4 separate regions of the Mus musculus genome follow, and all the other regions are linked to region 1. Evidence: chromatin contacts called from public HiChIP or PLAC-seq and Micro-C data. All regions are on one chromosome and are shown on one strand. Each heading gives the region's core, a stretch centred on a gene start, on an enhancer-like site or on the middle of the called end of the contact. The rest is flanking DNA. Distances are from core to core; before and after follow the strand shown.

Region 1 (4,405 bases), core at 562-3,061:
ACAACAGTTGGAGAGACAGTAATTTCTAACCGTCCGATTATCTCATTTTTTATTTTGATTTCTTCTTATGGAATTTGTTTTCTTATGCCAGCTCAATCGAGCCTCTCTGAAGTCCTCGGTGTCCGGGCAGAGTGAATACAGGGAGCACACCCACTCCAGAAATACTTTGTCGACTGCTTTGTAAGAAATAGGAAGAACTGCTTTTGTCTGTTTCAAGGACTATATGACGGTGTGTTTTCTTTCAGAAAAACAGATTGATGTGGGCAAGGTTTTAGGAAGGTTTAAAGTATTTGTAAGATGTCTATAAATAGGCTCCAGTCATCAAGTATAACACCGTATAAACAGGAGGAGGGGGGGGGGGAAGACTAAAATGAAAAGTCAAAAGTTACCAGGAGCATCAGCGGCAGGCAGAACTGTGCGCAACCCTGAGCCTAACCAAGAGGTTAGGGCTTGATTCCATGATCTAAGACAAGTAGTACATGCCATAGGCCGCGACAGGCCCGGCGAGGATCCCAGGAACCGCGTTGCCGCCGAAAGTGGCCGCGGAGCTGTGCAGCTGGGTGCCCAGCGGGAAGGGCAGGGCAAACGCCGCCGGCAGTAGTGGCTTCGCTGCCAGCTTCAGCTTCTCCAGCTCAGCTTCCTGCAGCCGCTTGGCTTTGGCTCGGCGGTTCTGAAACCAGATCTTGACCTGAGTCTCAGTGAGGCTCAAGCTGCTGGAGAACTCGGCGCGCTCCGCAATGGATAAGTATTGCTTCTGGTGAAACTTGCGCTCAAGCGCCAGCAGCTGCGCGGTGGTGAATGGCGTCCGTGGTTTGCGATTGGTTTTGTGTTTGCGGAGGGTGCAGGGTGGAGGGCTCGGGGCACCTGAAAGGAAAGAGAAGCGCAGGGCGAGCGCTCAAACTCTGGCTGCACACCCCTATTTCGACCGACCTTCTTCCACCCTTACAAAGGAAGGTTGGTGCTCCGTGGCTCCGTGAGTGCTCCGCTCAGCGGTCCCCAAAGCCACGTGGATAAGCAAACCAAGGAGGCAGGGGAGTGGAGGAGGCGCCCTAGACTTAGGTCTGCTCTCCCAACCCGTGATCTTGCACCCCAACTAAACTGGGGACTAACTATTTGGAAAAAGAGCTAAACTGGGCCTGGAGGCTGTCCAATAACCGAAGACGAGTAGCGGTCAGGTCTCCAAACAGACCAGTTAGCTGTCGGGGGCATACGCAAAGTGGGCAAGGGGTGCAGGAGCGTGAGCGACCCGGAGCGGAAAAGCATTAAGGGTATTTGTTGTGGGTTGCGGACCTCGACCAAGAAGAGACCTGGACCTGGCGGTTGGGCTGTGCACAATGTTGGGCGCCCACCGCCAGTTATCATTGCTCTTGGACTGAGCCGGTTAATGGCTAGTAATTACTAGCCACTAGTTCGGAGCAACAGTGCGCATACCCCCACCCACCTTGGACTTTCGAGCCTTGACAGCGCGGTCGCTTTTCAGGGCCTGAGACCGGGAGACTGAGCACTTACGTGGGGGACAAGAGTGCGCGACTGGAGGGGGCCAGGCTCCAGGCTTCGAGGCGCCGAGCGGCCTCTCCACCCCCAGCTCCCCAGACTCGGAGCCCGGTACGCGCTCAGCCTCCAGCAGAGACTCGACGCTGAAGGGGAGTGGTCCGTGCTCTGTGTGGCCCCCGCCGCGAGCTTCGAGCCCCGCCGCGTTCATGTCGAATGTCGCCCGGGCCATGCATGGGATGGCGGGTGCGGGGCTAGCCGCCCGGCTGGGACGCGTGGGACCCAGCGGCGGTTTATTTTGCTAGGACCTTGGGCTCTGTGGTTCTCGGGCCCCTCCGCACCCTATAAAAAGGTAGCACCGCTTTCATGCGCCGCTACCCAATGGTTGTTTCAGCCGATGTGCGGGTCTCAGTGCGGGTTGGATTCAGTGTTTCGGGGGCGGGACCGACAGAGAGGGGCGGGGCTTCTGCCTGGGAACTGAGTGCCCCGAGACCTGGGGTAGCATTGTCGTGCCCACGTCAGGATTTCGGGACTTACTGCCGTCTGTAGGAACGCTTATGAAGCTCCTCCAGCGGGAAAAGCTGAGGGGGCTGTCAGTCTTGGGTAAAGAGATGGTTGGCCTCAGCCTTCTGGAGTGGAGGAATGGACTGCGCGCGAGCGCTCATAGTGGAGCTACGTCCAGGCATCAGTTCTTTGCTGGCACAGTGAGCCTCCGCGCTTAGGCAGAGCGCAGCTATGGGCTCGTGCCTACTACAGTGCTGTTTAATGAGGCTGATCGGCTGTTCTTGCTGCGTTCCTGGCTCGCACGTGTTTTAGTCTGCACCGTGGGGTTCTAATGGGACCAACACGTCTCCTCTACTGATCTCTTGAGGTCGAGTTGTGGCATCTTTAGTTTCGCTTTGGTCTCTCTTTGAGCTCTTGGAGTCTCCAAACATTTTCTGGGCCACTAGCAACTTCGAGGGCTGAACTTGCGTCCCAGTTTGGGCCAGGAATGGGCTAGAAAGACGCGTCCTGGGTCCCAAGCGCAGAGGCCAAGGGAAGATGGTGGAGACAGATCTCTTAGAGGAAGTTAGCATACTAGCCCGTCATGCAGGCACCTCAGGCTGCTCAAACAACTGGATGCTGGGCGCATCGTTGTCTTCTGGTGTCCTGTATTTGCCTGGCGGCCGATGCAAATTCCTGAAAGGCCGCCGGAGAGTATCTCTGTTGATGCAGTCTTTCCTTGACCAGGCAAGCAGTGTGGGAACCTCTTGAAGGCGCTTTAAAAAACAAAACAAAACAAAACAACCCGCCAGCTAAGGATTCTAAGGAAGGGTGGATCTGAGGCCAGATAGAGTCCCTAGCTCCTGGTAATACTTTCCCCCAAATCTCACTGTTCCTTTGGTTTTAAAACAAAACAAAACAAAACAAAACACACACACACTCACACACACACACACACACATCACCAAACAAACAAAAATGTTCTTCTATGTTGCAAAGCAAACTGTGGCGGTAGCGCCATAAAAAGAAACCAGGGCTTTGATTTTAGAATACATTGGGAGGTTGATTTAGGAAATAAAGTCTGATTAATATCCTAGAGCACAAAATCAGCAACCTACATCTCTCTATAAATTTGTTTTAGACAGCCAAAAGTACTTCAATGGAGTACAGCTTTGGGGTTCAGTCTGATTGTTGAGCTCAGTCAGAGAAATTAATTAAAAAGTTTTTCTTCGTGTAAAGTTTGAAGCTGCTCAAAGGGGCTAGCAGAAGATTCCTGGCTGGCTAGACCTAGCGTCTGTTTAATTCGTGCTATAATTCCAGACTGACGACTGCTGCTGTCTTGGAAGGCAGCTATACTCACCATTATGCTACCAACACTTGCCTGCTGCTTTTTTAATGTAACAAAGATGTTCTGAGTTGACTGCTGATAATTGCATCATCAAAACACTGGCAGGAATGCACAAAGAAGATAAACAAACAAAAGGAATAAAGGACAACTTGCCTGTGTGTGAGCAATGTCCCCCAAAGTAGCCTCTGATGGGAGGAAGCAAGAGTCTGTACTTAGGTCTGGCCCAGGGAAAGGGACAGGGTTGTGGGCCAGGAGCAGGTCCAATGGGCAGGGTCCTTCCTGTGAAGCAGTGTAAAGTCTGATCTTAAATTCTCACCCTCCCCCACTTCCTAGAGGGATGCTGATGTCAGTTCTGAGCAGCTCTGCCCAGTGCAAGCCAGATTGGCTCCAGACTGGTAAAAGCACCACCTCAGAGGCAAGGGAGGCAAGAGAGAGGCAGAAAGAGAACCAGAATGGAAGCGGGAAGGAGGGAAGGAGAAGAGGGATCTCTTCCATGGACATGGAGACCTAGACCTCAGCACAACACGCAGTTCTCTCTCTCTCCTATCCCATACACAAGTGACCTGATTAGAAAAGAGCTTGGGCTACAGGGTAGGAGTGGTGGGATGTGAAGGAATCTTTTCTGCCAGCATAGTGGATGTTGGATGTTGGATGTTGGGTGTTGGATTTCAGTTCATGTGGGAACTGAAATCCCATTTACACAGGGAGGCATCATTGTCTCTGGCCCGTGGAAGGGATAGAGATGCCTGTAGGCACTTCACTTCCCAGCAAGTATGTTTTGTATGCACACATAAGCACTTATAATAGCCATATCCCAGCTGTGCCCAGGAGTGTTGGCAAGCCCTCTAGGCTCCCCTCTCCTCTCCTTGGTAAACACTCATCGTTTCAGGGTTGCAGTTTCCTTCCTGTGTTGGGGTTCCTCTGGATGCTGACTTTGGAGAGAAAGAAAGAAAGAAAGATCCATCCAGATAGCATGGATCTGAAGGGCTTTCTATTGAGGTGAGATTTCTGAGGAAGAGCTTGCTGTAGGGGATGTACAGCCACCTTTAGCACTTGACAGGATTACAGAATTATTCCTTCCTC
Region 2 (4,405 bases), core at 955-3,454, 970 kb after region 1:
GCCCAAGAACTGCTCTCGAGGTGCCTACGGCAGCCTGCTGCTTCTGCAGTCTTGCTTCAGGCCTGTTGGCAAGCTTGGAGGTTTCTTCAGGATTTAGTTACTGTTGCTGGTTTGTGCCTGGTGTCGCTTGCTGAAAAGACTGAACTGTAGCTGCTGGTTCATGTGTGGTGTCTGCCTGCCTGGAGGACTGCTCTGCAGCTGCTAAGTCGTATTTAGTGTTTGCTTACAGGACTGAACTGCTGCCAAAGAAGATTCAAGCTCACCCCCAAAGAACTATTGCTGAAGAAGTTCGTTTCCCCCATATCCTAATAACTTCTCTTCCACTACCTCTGCTAGGTGGTAGGCTAGAGGAGAGGTTGAACCCTTAATAAAAGTAGGTTGCAAAAAATGTATGCCCACAGGTGAATTTTGAGGACAGACTAATGAAGGGTGCCAAGGCCCCTCCAGACCTGACCCTCCCCACTTCAGGATCTGAGGACTCACAGAGAGATAATACCCTGGATCAACATGGCACCTAGCATCAAAGATTCCATGGTCACTTCCCACTGCCCATCCCTGACCTGAAATAAGCCTGTGAGATGTGTGTGAGAAGGGAGGGGCCAGAATCCAAGCCGAAGGCCACCATAGAGTTCTTGAACACAGCGTGTCTGGGTCAAGATTTCTTCCTCCTAAAAGTGGAGGACCCTGGGCTGGTCCTCTATCCCTGGACTGAAAACTCACTAGTACATGCCTCTGCACCCTTCCTGTACTCTAGGGACATGGAGCCGGAGGTAAGCAATGCTTAGTTACTGCCTGCCTGGGACTGCTAGGTAAAAGAGAACACTATTCAGGATGCTTGTCAGCTGCTGTCTCCATCCTGAGGCCAGAATCCTACTTATCTGTGGATGCCCTGCACTATACACCCATCCACACCCACCCCATCCACACCCCTACCTCTTCAACAAGGAGAAAGCCAGGGAAACTCTGAGTAAGCTCAGTAGGGAGCAGTCAGGGGATAGGAAGTCTCACCACAATCGCTACCACGTGCACTTTATTGAATCCACTGTGAACATATGCATGAGGATAAACATTTACAGGAGGGTAGAGTGACAGGTTAGGGCCTCTGGCCAGGATAAGGGGCAACTCTGAGGGGCAGAGCACATGAATGCTTTCTTCACGAAGACAGTGCATGGAAGAATTTAGTAGTCCATTGACTTTGACAGTGCATGGAGTCCCACCCTTAGTATCTAATAGGTACTAAAGATACTAAATTCGGTACTAGTTTAGTTAATTAATAATTAGCTAACTAACTAGTTAGTACCTAACTAGTGGTTCTATTATCTTTGGTTACCTAGTAAGTTAAAGCTGTATAAAACGATAAGCATGATGTAGAAGATGAGGGAGATGACCAGAGCAAGGATGTTCAGAATCTTGGCGGTTGAAGCATGGGATTGGGCCCCAGTCATGTCGCCCACCATCTTCCGGTCCCTGGACTGAAAGAGATGAAAAGATCAGTGTGGCCTTGGAGCAAGTCATCAAGAGCCAGATGCTTTGCCTCAGTTTCCCCATTGTCCTTCCCGCTCAGTGCAGTCTCCTTCCTAATATCAGGGACCCCTCTCCCTTTCACACACTCAGACCATTCAGCAGACCCAAGAACTGTATGCTCAGCTCACCATGGGGCACCATTTTTTGTAAGTCTCACTTGCACCCAGCCTGGTGCCCCAGTCTGCAGGGTGAAGGGGCATTCCAGAAACTAAGCAGTAAGCAGAATGAATCCCTCTAAACTAGAGTGGAGACAGTCTCACCCCAGAATCCCTGGGCATTCTCTCCTTTTGCTTACATAGGAGAGTCTCCTACATACAACCCACATATACATTCTATATGCTACTTACACAGTCTATACATACAAACACATAAGTACATTCAGGACACCAAGGTGTGTCACACATACACAAACACAAAGCTGTACATGACCCAGGTGTCCTCTGGGCAGGAGGAGCCACAACCACATACATACCTTCTACAACACTCACCTTCACCGAGTAGATGTAGGCAATGAAACCCAGGCAGCAGCCATTCATGAACACTGTGTTAAATGTAGACCAGGTAATGTGATCCGGCTGGATAACATCACTGTTGATGCAAACCACAGTGGATGGCACTGGAGCTGAGTCAGGATCCCTCTTAACCATGTTTTTGTGCTTAAAGGAAGCAAGGAAGCTCTTGTTTCAAGGAAGTTCATATGGGTGGTGGAGTCACAGGCACTTTTATAGAACCATTGTGGTGTAAGATCCACATGCATGGGGAGGGGTTACATAAGATTGCTTCATACCCCACACACCCTCCCCACCCCACCTCCGCCCCCGCCTCCACCACCTCCTCAGTGGCCTCTTCAAAGTTCTACTTTCTCCAAAATTTCTGTTCCTGTTTGTAAACCAATGAACTGTCTGGGAAGTGGGAAGTGAAAACAGATTACTGAATGGTAATCACACTAGGATAGGGTTCAAGAAGGGCAAAAATCGGGAGACCCTCCTATACCAGATCCCAGTTCAGGACTTAGTCCTCTACCTCCCCAGCCCAGGCCAATAGCTACAGCAGCTATTTCCCCAGTCAGGAACCTGAAGCCTTCTACCATCCCATCTCCAGGGTGCCGAAGGTCAGTCCTCAAGATAGGAGCCTTCTCTGCAGAAACCCATGTCCACTTACTGGCTGACTTGCTTCAGACCAGGGCCAGAGAAAGCTACAAATCACTGCCATCCCTGTTGAGCCAGGACCAATGGATGGTCAGTACGGTGCCTTTCAGGCCAGGGCTCTGCTCACAGGCTGGGAGACTGCACTATTTATTTCAGACACTTGGCAGCGCCTTTGCAGTGCTAACTAACTTATTCATGTGATTCCACTTTCCCTTCTCAACCTTTATCCTTTTACTAAAAGACTTGGAGTTTGGGGGAAGATGGATATGTCTGGACCACACCCAGTGAGGCCACGAAATTCGCAACACCTGGTTGGCCGAGACCTTTCTGACACTGCAATCTCTTTTTCTTGCCTCAGTACACCCTGCCGGAAAGATGGCAAAACAGGATCGGAAAGAGATAAAGCAAGTTATGAATGTGCTCTTCAGTTTCCTCTGAATGACAGAAATTATGTTCCTGGAACAGTCCCCACCCCCAGGCCCCGGCCCTCTCCTCACACCACAGATGCTAGGCTACCTGCTCTTACTGTGTTCTCAGAAGCCCCAGGACCAGTAGATCTCAGCATGGCCAGGCCACCAAGGATAGAATGTCTTGTCCTAGCAGCCTGGACTTTTGGGTTCCTTCAAGCTGCTGTGCTTGGGGCTGGAGAGATGACTCAGTGATTAAGAGCACTGACTGCTCTTCCAGAGGTCCTGAGTTCAATTCCCAGCAACCACATGGTGGCTCACAACCATTTGTAATGGGATCCTTTGCCCTCTTCTGGTGTGTCTGAAGACAGCTACAGTGTAGTCATAGAAATAAAATAAATCTAAAAAAAAAAAAAAAAAAACTGCTGTGCTGGATCTTCCTTAAGGTAATTGTGTGACCAAGGGTGTTGGCATGTGGTAAGTTGTACCCATCGGGCGCATGGAGTATAAAGCATGGACTGACTTTCGAAGACTTGGTGTTCTGGTTCCAGTTCTGCTGCTATGACAAATAGCCCGACAATAAACAATTTAGAGAGAAAGGAGTTTATTTGCTTATAACTCCAAGTTACCACATATCATTCCCGTTAAGGCAGGAACTCAGTTAGTCATAGCACATCTGCAGTCAAGAGCAGAGAAGTGCGTGGGGTCATGGCTTGATTGCTTACCTGCTTGCCCTCAGTTAGATCTCCCCTTTCTTCTACTTTTCAGAACACCTTTGCCTAGGGAACAGACTAGATCTTCCTGTATCTATGAGCAAACTAGACACTCCCTCATAGATAGGCCTACAGGCCAACCTGATCCAGAAAATTCCTCTTTAAAGACTCTCTGCCCACCGGGCAGTGGTGGTGCACGCTTTTAATCCCAGCACTTGGGAGGCAGAGGCAGGCAGATCTCTGAGTTCGAGGCCAGCCTGGTCTACAGAGTGAGTTCCAGGACAGTCAGGGCTACACAGAGAAACCCTGTCTCGAAAAACAAACAAACAAACAAAAATTATTAAATGTATTTATGTATTCACTTTACATCCCAATATCAGCCCCCCTTCTCCTCCCAGTAACCCCTGCCCCATTCCTCCCTCCCCTTCTTCTTTGAGAAGGGGGAGCCTCCATATAGGTTTTGCCCTTCCTTGGTACTCCCTATTACCACCAGCACATCAGATTGCTGCAGGACTAGGTGTGCCCTCTCTCACTGAAGCCAGACAAGGTGACCCAGTTAGGGGAACAGGATCCATGGGTAGTCAGGCAGGTGACAGATTCAGGGACATCCCCC
Region 3 (4,405 bases), core at 1,300-3,799, 920 kb after region 1:
GCTAGATCTCATGGAACTGAAACTATATACAGCAGGCATGTGTATACTGGAACTATATACAGCAGGCATGTGTATACTGGAACTATATACAGCAGGCATGTGTATACTGGAACTATATACAGCAGGCATGTGTATACTGGAACTATATACAGCAGGCATGTGTATACTGGAACTATATACAGCAGGCATGTGTATACTGGAACTATATACAGCAGGCATGTGTATACTGGAACTATATACAGCAGGCATGTGTATACTGGAACTTCAAACCAGATTCTGGAAGAGCGGCCAGTACTCTTAACCTCTGAGCATCTCTCCAGACTTAAAGATTCTATTTTTATTTTTAATTATGAACATTTGTGTGTTTGGGGCACGGACACATGAGTGCAGTGTACACATGAGTGCAGTACTCAAGGAGGTCAGAAGAGCTGGATATACAGATTGTTCTGAGCTGCCTGACTCAGGTCCTCCTCAGGAACTGTAAGGGATCTTCACTGCTGTCTCTCCAGCCCCAGCAAGCACCTTTTCTCTATTAAATCTTTTTATCTAAGCCGGGCGGTGGTGGCGCACGCCTTTAATCCCAGCACTCGGGAGGCAGAGGCAGGCAGATTTCTGATTTCGAGGCCAGCCTGGTCTACAAAGTGAGTTCCAGGACAGCCAGGGCTACACAGAGAAACCCTGTCTCTAAAAACCTAAATAAATAAATAAATAAATAAATAAACTTTTTTATCTAGATTCTAATCTGGTAAATACCTTTATCCCTGTGCCTTTGGCTCCTCATTCTTGATACACAATCAAACCCAAACAAAGGTGATGATGGCATTGCCTGGGGGGGTGGGACTGGAGGGGTGTCAATCAGTCAAGACAACTCCTGGAGAGTTCTGCCAGCTGCTTTGCCTCCTGCTGCCTCTCCCTTCTCTGGCCTGGCCTGGCCACTCTGCTGTCCTCCATAGCACGATTCGTTACCCAAAGGCTTTCAGTGGCTTCTTCTAGACATCTGCTGTTCTCCTTTGCAGCTTTTATGTAGGTATGACTTCCCAGAAGGTGATATTAAATTTTACTCTGGTCATCTCTGTCCTCTGAAATGCCAACTGTGAGTGAAATTAAGCGCTAATGGCTTGGAAAAGTTTAAGCCAGATGGCTGCAAACCCCAGGAGCTTCAGATCTAGAAGTAGACAAAGCAAATTCCCTGACAAGGTTTTGGGTTTGTTGTTGTTTTGTTGTTTTAAAGATTTACTTATTATATGTAAGTACACTGTAGCTGTCTTCAGACACACCAGAAGAGGGCATCAGATCTCATTACAGATGTTTGTAAGCCACCATGTGGTTGCTGGGATTTGAACTCAGGGCCTTCGGAAGAGCAGTCAGTGCTCTTACCCTCTGAGCCATCTCGCCAGCCCCCCAGGCGAGGTTTTTATTAGGGGCTTTTTCTACAGAAGAAAAAGGGAAGAGGCGGGGAGTTTTGGGAGGATGAAGGAGAGGCACAGCTCTGAGGCTTCCTGGTTTTTAAGTACGTTAAGGGGGCAAAGGGATGGCATGGAGCACACAGTGAGGACTTCAGACCATGGGTCAGTCTTGATAATGCCAGTATATTCATATGCTGTGATGGCTAATGTTGCTTAGCAACTTGACTTCATCTAAAATCAACTGTAACACAAGCATCTGGGCACACCTGGGCACACCTGAGAGAGTAGGGCGCTTTTTTGTTTTTGCTTTGCTTTGCTTTTTTGTTTTTCCTGGTTGGATTATTTGAGGTCAGAAAAGCCACCCTAAATGTGGGCCACACCTTCTGGTGGCACCCCACATAAAAGGTCATGGAAGAAGGATGGTTTTGCCTGCTTACCCTCTTGCTGCTCAGTTTCTCTCTCCTGTTCCAGAGATATTAGAACCTACTTCCTCAGGGTCCCAACGGACCTCTGTAGAATCTCCCTGGGACTCTAGCACCACATTGACACAGCTGACTTTAGTCTTGTGGACAACGCCTGGATCCTAGGCCTTTCCATCAGGAGACAGTCATTTTAGGGCTCCTCGACCACACCTGTAAGTTATTCTAATAAATCCCCTTCTTAGGACACACAGCAGTTCGGGGGGGTCAGGATTTGGGGTAGAGTTATCTCTGGGGAATTTCTGTTTTATAGACCTTTGTTTTTCTCTCAGCTTCAGCTTCTAGAATGAGTCTCTTACTAAGGCAAAAGCAAATAAACTAAAAATGTAGAATCCTGAGCTCTCGGCCCTGTCTGTACAGAGGGTGGATGTTAGAGTCTATGACAAGTTGTGTGCTCCTGTTCTCAGTCACAACAAAGGGAGCTAAAGAATGTGCAAAACATCATCCCTCCTCAAAGCAAACTCGGAGCGACCGCGTTGTTCCCTTCTGCTTACTGTAACCTATGCACTGGGGAACACTGCAGTCACCTCTCCTTCCCAGTGGAGGGGGTGAGCTGCCTCACAGCTTCAAACCCCAGCCTCTGGGGATTAGGACAGCTTGAAAAGGGGTGGGAGTGGCTCTCCCTGCCCACACCCTAATGGTAACTTGAAACCACTATTTGCCCTTAACTCCGCAGCCCCTAAAAAGCACACCAAATTGTAAACATAAGGAAGTAGGTTTCTGAGAAACAGACCCCACTGGAGGAAAAAGGCCGGCCCACTGCGCAGCAGGCTCCGGACTGCCCAGTTTGAAAAGCCTTCTCATTCCTTCCTTATTCTCACTCTGCAGCTTCAAAAGCCGAGAGATGCCTAAGGAGCAGCAAGAGGTGGTTGTACTGGGGTCACCCCACATCTCAACTTCTGCGACAGCCACCACAATCAACATGCCTGAGATCTCCACGCCTGACCATGTGGTCTGGTCCCTGTTCAATACACTCTTCATGAACTTCTGCTGCCTGGGCTTCGTAGCCTATGCCTACTCCGTGAAGGTATTGTATGGGCCTCAACCTTGACTTACCCAGGTGGTACCTGGGTTGTGTGTGTGTGTGTGTATGTGTATGTTTGTGTGTATGTGTGGAGGGAATCCCAGGAGGTGCCTGGGGATCCGTGGGTCAAGGTATCTCCATCATAGCCTAAAGTTTGAAGGAAGTCTCCTTACTTCCTGATTCTTGGAATGCCCCCCCCTTTTAAAAAAGATTTATTTATTTATTATAAGTACACTGTAACTGTCTTCAGACACACCAGAAGAAGGCATCAGATCTCATAGATAGTTGTGAGCCACCATGTGGTTGCTGAGATTTGAACTTGAAAGAAAGAAAGCTAAATTCAAGACTTCAAAGCCCTAGCCAGAAAGTTTATTCAAGGTCCTTGACTCTTGCGGCTTGCTAGTTAGGAGGGCTTTTTGGGCTTAGAGCAAAGAACAAAGGCTGTAAAGTCATCCTAGGTACCAACTAGCCATTGAGACAAGAAAGGCACGCAAGGACAATCTCCAGGACAAGCTCTGATGAGTAATGGGCCACCTGCTGATATGGTTTGGGCTTAGCCAGATGTCCTGCCGACCAAGATAAACACCCTCCCTTTAGAGTTACTATCACATACAGCTCTCTGATGTTTAAATTGCCCATTTGTGTGTAACTGTGCCAATCCTCCCCCTACCCCCACTCCTTTCCTATATAAACCCCTAACTTTAGAGCCTCGAGACCGACATCCCTTATCTCCTGTGTGAGAGGACCTCTTGGAAGAGCAGTCAGTGCTCTTAACCGCTGAACCCTCTCTCCAGCCCCCTGGAAGGTTCCTTAACCCTGAAGATTAACACTCCTGGCTGGATGGAAAGTTCACTAGGAACTAACAGGAAACAGTAGAGTAAGAGGCTAGTGCTGGGTGTTTCTGGGTAGTCGTGAGTGTGGTAAAGTGGAAGAAGGTCCCTGGCCTAAAGATTAAGAGGAGCACAGTGGGCTAGGAAGGTGATGGGGAGCTGAGTCAGTACTTGTCTTTCCATTGGCCAGCTCCAGTGCCACTGACCATCTGGTCTCTTCCAGTCTAGGGACAGGAAGATGGTGGGTGATACGACTGGGGCCCAGGCCTTCGCCTCCACCGCCAAGTGCCTGAACATCAGCTCCCTGTTCTTCACCATCCTCACGGCCATCGTCGTCATCGTTGTCTGTGCCATTAGATGATGTGAGATGTCTTGCAACATCTCACAGTAGATAACAGATTCTGGGGCCTCCCAGGCTTGCTATGTGTTTCCTTGTCTATCGCTGCCCCAAACCCTAGACTTAGTCCTGACCATTTGCCCCATACATATGCAAATGTGACACTCACAAATCTGTCCATGGTGGACTCAATAAAGTGCACGTGCTGTGACTTTCTGCCCCTGGACTAGTCCTGTGTTGAGTTCGTCCTGCATCTTCCCAGTCTGAGGGCAGGTTTCTGGCCACTTGAACTGGGCAGTAATTAACCAGAGTTCTTTGTGTGAGGGGTG
Region 4 (4,405 bases), core at 1,118-3,617, 800 kb before region 1:
CAACCCAGGGGCAGCAGGCCCATGGCTGTGGGTAGCGCCCTTCACAGTCATGGGCTGGGAGGCCTGAGAGTCTCCCCACTGAAGCTATGGAGTGAGTCAGTGAACCTCAGAAGCACGCTGCCCTGACAGGGCCTGCAAGGGAATAAGTCATCTGTAAACTGGAGGCAGGCACAGAGCTAGTGACAAGAGGGAACCAGACAGCTGTGGAAGGCGAATCCTGAAGCCTGGTCCAGGCTCCGAAGGGAAAGCAGCTTGCAGCTGGCCACCTTCCCTGTCCAGGTGGGTGGGGCTGGGACAAGGCCCTGAAATTCGGCTTGTGTTTAAATTGTAAATCCATCTCCTTTCTGGCTGTTAAACTATTCTACCAAACAGAGAACAGGCTTTTTAAAATGGCTTCCAAATACACTAAAAAACACAGCACAAACCTGGCAGGCAGGCATGATAAACAGCACAGGTGGCCTCCGGCTCCTCTCTACTCTCTTATCAACAGCCCAGGAGATTCCCGCCACAAGCTGAACCCTAGGTTCCTGGGCCTCTCGGACTTCCAGACCTCCTAGCCACTGTCCCTTACCACAGCCAAACTACCCTTCTTGCTGACATCTGGGAGTTAATAGAAGCAAGCTCCTTATCCACACAATAAGCTAGCAGTTTTCACGGTGTCCCTCTGTCCATGCCCCACATCGGAAGAGGTCTTCTATATTGCCTCTACAACCAGGAGTCCCTGAACAAGGGCACCTGCTTGCTCAAGTGCCTTTTTCGGACTACCCCACAGTTGCTCAGACTATAGATGTCCCCAGCTTGGAAGCTACTGAACTGGCTGGGGGGAGGGGGATGTCCTGCTGTAGGCTGTACTGAGCAGGCATCCCCAGTACTCAGGCACAGATGCTTAGTATCTGGGTTGAGCGAGTGGGCAGCCTCCCACCAGCCCTCCACCTGGAACTGAGCTGGGAATGGTTCCTGTAGCCAGCGTTTTTTTTTTTTTTTTTCCTCCAAAATCTGCAGCACCCAGCTCTGGAGAGAAGGAGTGAGGAAAACAGACGTTTGTGGGAGGGGGACTGCCCCTCAGCTGGACTCCGCCCAGACTTTCTCATCTGCTCTAGTGTAGCCTTAAGGCAAGGTAAAGTGGCGCCAGGGCGGCCTCGGCTGTCCTTGGCGGCGTCAGTGGTAGCAGCCCTGAAGCAAGTCCCAGCAGGGCAAGAACTCCACTCCCCAGCTGAAAAGGACATGGGCCTGGTAGATCCGTGGTCAGTACCTCTCTGCCCTTTTGGTGCCTCCAATGCAGGGTCATGGCGATGCAAGTCAGCCTTAGGGGCCCGATTCACAGACGCCATTGGTCATTGCAACGTGACAGACCCTTGGAGGCAGTCAGTTATGGATTCCGAATCCGGATTCAGAGTGCAAGTGCTTGCGGAAACCGGAGGAGGTCTAGGGTGGCGGTCAGCCGTCCGCCGGGCGCCGCCACCTCCCACTCATGGCCAGGCTGCCCTCGCGGGCCCGGTTGCACACGCCCGGGGAGCCTGGCTCTTGCTCATGGGAGGTGGCTCTTCATACTGTACACTAAGCGAGGAGTGCTGCAGCGAGTAGTCCCAGGAGACGCAAGAGCTCTGGATAGAATAATCCTGCCAACACTAGTGCTGGCCAGCCCCGCGCCCTGCGAGGTTCTCAAACAGACCGGAGCACTATAGTCTCCTAGGAGGCGCCGAGCACACCTGGGTAGCCCAGTGCCAGGTAGCCCTGTAGTGAGGGTGACACTAGGCCTCTTGTAAGGGCCCCATTGGTGTCCCTCGGCACCCGGAGTCTCCTCTGCCAGGCCTGATTCGCTTCAAATACACGTGTCCACAGACTTTTTCAAGTACCAAGTGGACACAGGAGTCGTGCGTAGAAGACGCTGCCGGGGTCCTCTAGCACAAACTGGTAGACAGGGGACCCCCAGACTACATGGGGGAAGGGCCCCAGGCTGCGCCGGGCTCAGGGAGTGGCCCCGGGACAGGATCAGGAAGGAGGTGGGGCCCGGGGTGGAACCCAGAGAAGCAGAGTGGGGGAAGGGCCTGGACCCGGGGAGTGTCCCCGCTACCCCTCGGTTCCTGGCAAGGCCTCCTAGGGGGCATTCCAAGCCTGCGTGGCGTCAAGATTAACGAACCCTTCTCCCCGCCCGGTGGGGCCCCCGCAATGCGTTGCAAGCCCAGCTTTGAGAGCCGGCTGTGGGCGCACGCTGCGGGCGGACCGCCCCACGCCCTCCGGCTCCTGGGAGCGCAGCCCGCGGCCGCGCGCCCCAGCCTAGCTCCGCGGTGGCGGCCGGCACACAGAGCTTTGTGACGTCAGGCGGCGTCACGCGGGGCTGACCCGGCGGCGGCGGCGGCGGCGGCGGTGGCGGGCGGGGGCGGCCTCCGGAGGCGGCGGGAGCATGGAGCCGCGGGCCGGCTGCCGGTTGCCGGTGCGGGTGGAACAGGTCGTCAACGGCGCGCTGGTGGTCACCGTGAGCTGTGGCGAGCGCAGCTTCGCCGGAATCCTGCTGGATTGCACGAAAAAGTGAGCGGGGCAGGGTCGCGGGCCCGGGACTCCTCGGAATCTCCCGGGACACTCCTCCACCGATTCAAGGTTCCAATGCAGGCTCCGAGAGGAGCAGCAAAGCCCGGCGTCCGCTTTCAGTTTCTGCTGGGCCGGGGTTTCGAGGCGCGCCAGCTGGCCGCCGGTCTGGGTGCGAAAGTGGCTCTCTCCCAAAGTCGCGGTGACTTTCGGGGCAGGAGAGCGTGCGGCCCCGCAGAGGGGCTGCGGTGCCGGCCGGGACGCACGGGAAGCCTTGCCTGAAACTCCGCACATCTGCCATAATTAACGCACTTTTCTTTGTTCAGACGCACTGTTGAATTCGACTGTTTGTAGAATCGTGATTCGTTTAAGGGGGTCAGTTAAGCTATGGCCTCACCTGTCACAAGAGGGGGGAAGCCCAAGGCTTATAGGAGTGGCTGGTGGAGACCAGCTGCGAGACTGCGGGGTGTAGAAACACTGCTGTGGGCGAGGCGCCTTGCGGGGGAGTGGAAGATACAAGTTCCAGGGCCAGTGCCTCTACTGGAGGGGCGCATTGGGCTTGGCTCCTGAGACCACCTGTATACCCTTTGCAGGGGCTTCTGCAGCGCAGAACAGCCACCTGAACCCAGAATCACATGGCACTGCGCTGTCACTGCCTGATAAATGATTAGGCATTAATCAGGCTGTGACTCTTCTGCTCCAGCCAGGCTTCATTCTGGAATTAGGAACAGAAAAGGGCTCTGCTTTCAAAGACCCAACTTTTTCCCTTCCTAAAGCCCGGATTTCCCTGGGTTCCCACCACAGAGCAGAGCCCTTCCTCCTTCGACAGTTACCCTGCTGACATTATGTCTTCATTAGATGTGCCAGAAGCCATTTATGCACAAGTCATGTGACTTAACATATGGCCTCCCGTGTGACTGGTGCCCCTCTCTTGTTGGTTAGTACAGGGAGTGCCTATAATGGGGTGACATTCAGGGGCTGCAGAATAGCCACCTGAAAGCTTCCAAGGCAAGCCATCCCCCACCCTGCTGATGGCTGCCCTCTCCTCCCTAGGCAGGTCTGGCTGCACCCCTGCTCAACCTGTGCAGCCTGCTCTGGCCTCTCCCTAGAGAGTCTGCAGCAGAGGACCCGCATTTCCCCAGTTCTCAGGCTCCAGTGCTCAAGATAAGATTGGCTGAGAGTAGTCCTATCTTGTGGCTGTGTCTACAGAGATAGGGGGGATCTCTACCCTGAGGTCAATGGCTAACCTGGCTTGCAGATGCATACACCCTTCATGAATAGAAGCTAGCTGCTGGCTGGCATCCTGAACATGGGAAGCAGCAGCTATAGGATGCATGTGTGTCCGTGCCTCACAGTCTACCAGAACCAGAACCCCTTGGAGACATGAGCTTAGTCGCTGATCACAGCTCTTCTCTGCAGTGGCTTTGCTTGCTTCTGTGCCCATGCAGAGACTCTGAAATGGCCCTTCCTTGCCCCTCCAGCCCTCCAAGGCTTGGCCTTGTGTTTCTCCTTCCCCATCCCTGATCTTTCCAGCAGCGCCCCCCCCCCCTTGTTTCTGTTTCCTGTGTTCTATCCATAGTATTATGAGTGGCAAAGCTAGTGTTTACAGCCCTGCTTCTCAGGCAGAGCTGAGCACAGCTTAGCAGCTGTCTGGGTGGTTTGGGCTGCAGTGTCTGCTCTCAGGCTCCAGGGTCCACATGCTGACCTGCCCTCCCAGGTACTAGTTTCTCCACAGCTTCAGTACCTATCCTTGCTCTTCCAAGGCCCAGTCCTTGGATTCGAGCCAAGGAAGAGTTCCCAAGTCCTATTTCCTCCCACCTCAGGGGAGCCTTTGGGGCTCAAAGCAGCAAGCAGGTCAGCATTCCTGAGGTGCTGCTGC

Evidence for each region. A called contact is a pair of places that touch in the nucleus more often than the background predicts. HiChIP or PLAC-seq counts read pairs in DNA pulled down with a chosen protein or histone mark.
Region 2: a contact with region 1 is called in an H3K4me3 HiChIP or PLAC-seq map of neural tube, with 5 times the contacts expected there. The contact joins the promoter of Ifitm6 here to the promoter of Msx3 in region 1. A contact is called at or near these places in 4 of 39 promoter capture datasets (cranial neural crest, frontonasal cranial neural crest, hippocampal neurons and 1 more), 2 of 115 datasets of contacts at active chromatin or transcription factors (embryonic hindbrain and neural tube) and 1 of 9 other capture datasets (liver).
Region 3: a contact with region 1 is called in an H3K4me3 HiChIP or PLAC-seq map of embryonic stem cells, with 4 times the contacts expected there. The contact joins the promoter of Ifitm1 here to the promoter of Msx3 in region 1. A contact is called at or near these places in 3 of 115 datasets of contacts at active chromatin or transcription factors (embryonic stem cells and pancreatic cancer cells) and 2 of 9 other capture datasets (embryonic stem cells and embryonic trunk).
Region 4: a Micro-C map of embryonic stem cells shows a contact between it and region 1, with 2.1 times the contacts expected there. The contact joins the promoter of Pwwp2b here to the promoter of Msx3 in region 1. A contact is called at or near these places in 1 of 484 Hi-C or Micro-C datasets (embryonic stem cells) and 2 of 115 datasets of contacts at active chromatin or transcription factors (bone marrow-derived macrophages and pancreatic cancer cells).

The regions. Positions count from the first base shown.
Region 1 is chr7:140,047,277-140,051,681 of GRCm38.p6, forward strand. Msx3 (msh homeobox 3) reads right to left here and starts at 1,812. Exons shown (of 2, transcript NM_010836.3): 1 at 1,510-1,812; 2 at 1-864. The coding sequence starts at 1,723. The coding sequence ends at 464.
Region 2 is chr7:141,014,688-141,019,092 of GRCm38.p6, forward strand. Ifitm6 (interferon induced transmembrane protein 6) reads right to left here and starts at 2,205. Exons shown (of 2, transcript NM_001033632.1): 1 at 2,013-2,205; 2 at 1,125-1,472. The coding sequence starts at 2,171. The coding sequence ends at 1,317.
Region 3 is chr7:140,965,527-140,969,931 of GRCm38.p6, forward strand. Ifitm1 (interferon induced transmembrane protein 1) reads left to right here and starts at 2,550. Exons shown (of 2, transcript NM_001112715.1): 1 at 2,550-2,912; 2 at 3,963-4,301. The coding sequence starts at 2,730. The coding sequence ends at 4,100.
Region 4 is chr7:139,246,115-139,250,519 of GRCm38.p6, forward strand. Pwwp2b (PWWP domain containing 2B) reads left to right here and starts at 2,368. Exons shown (of 3, transcript NM_001098636.1): 1 at 2,368-2,529. The coding sequence starts at 2,405.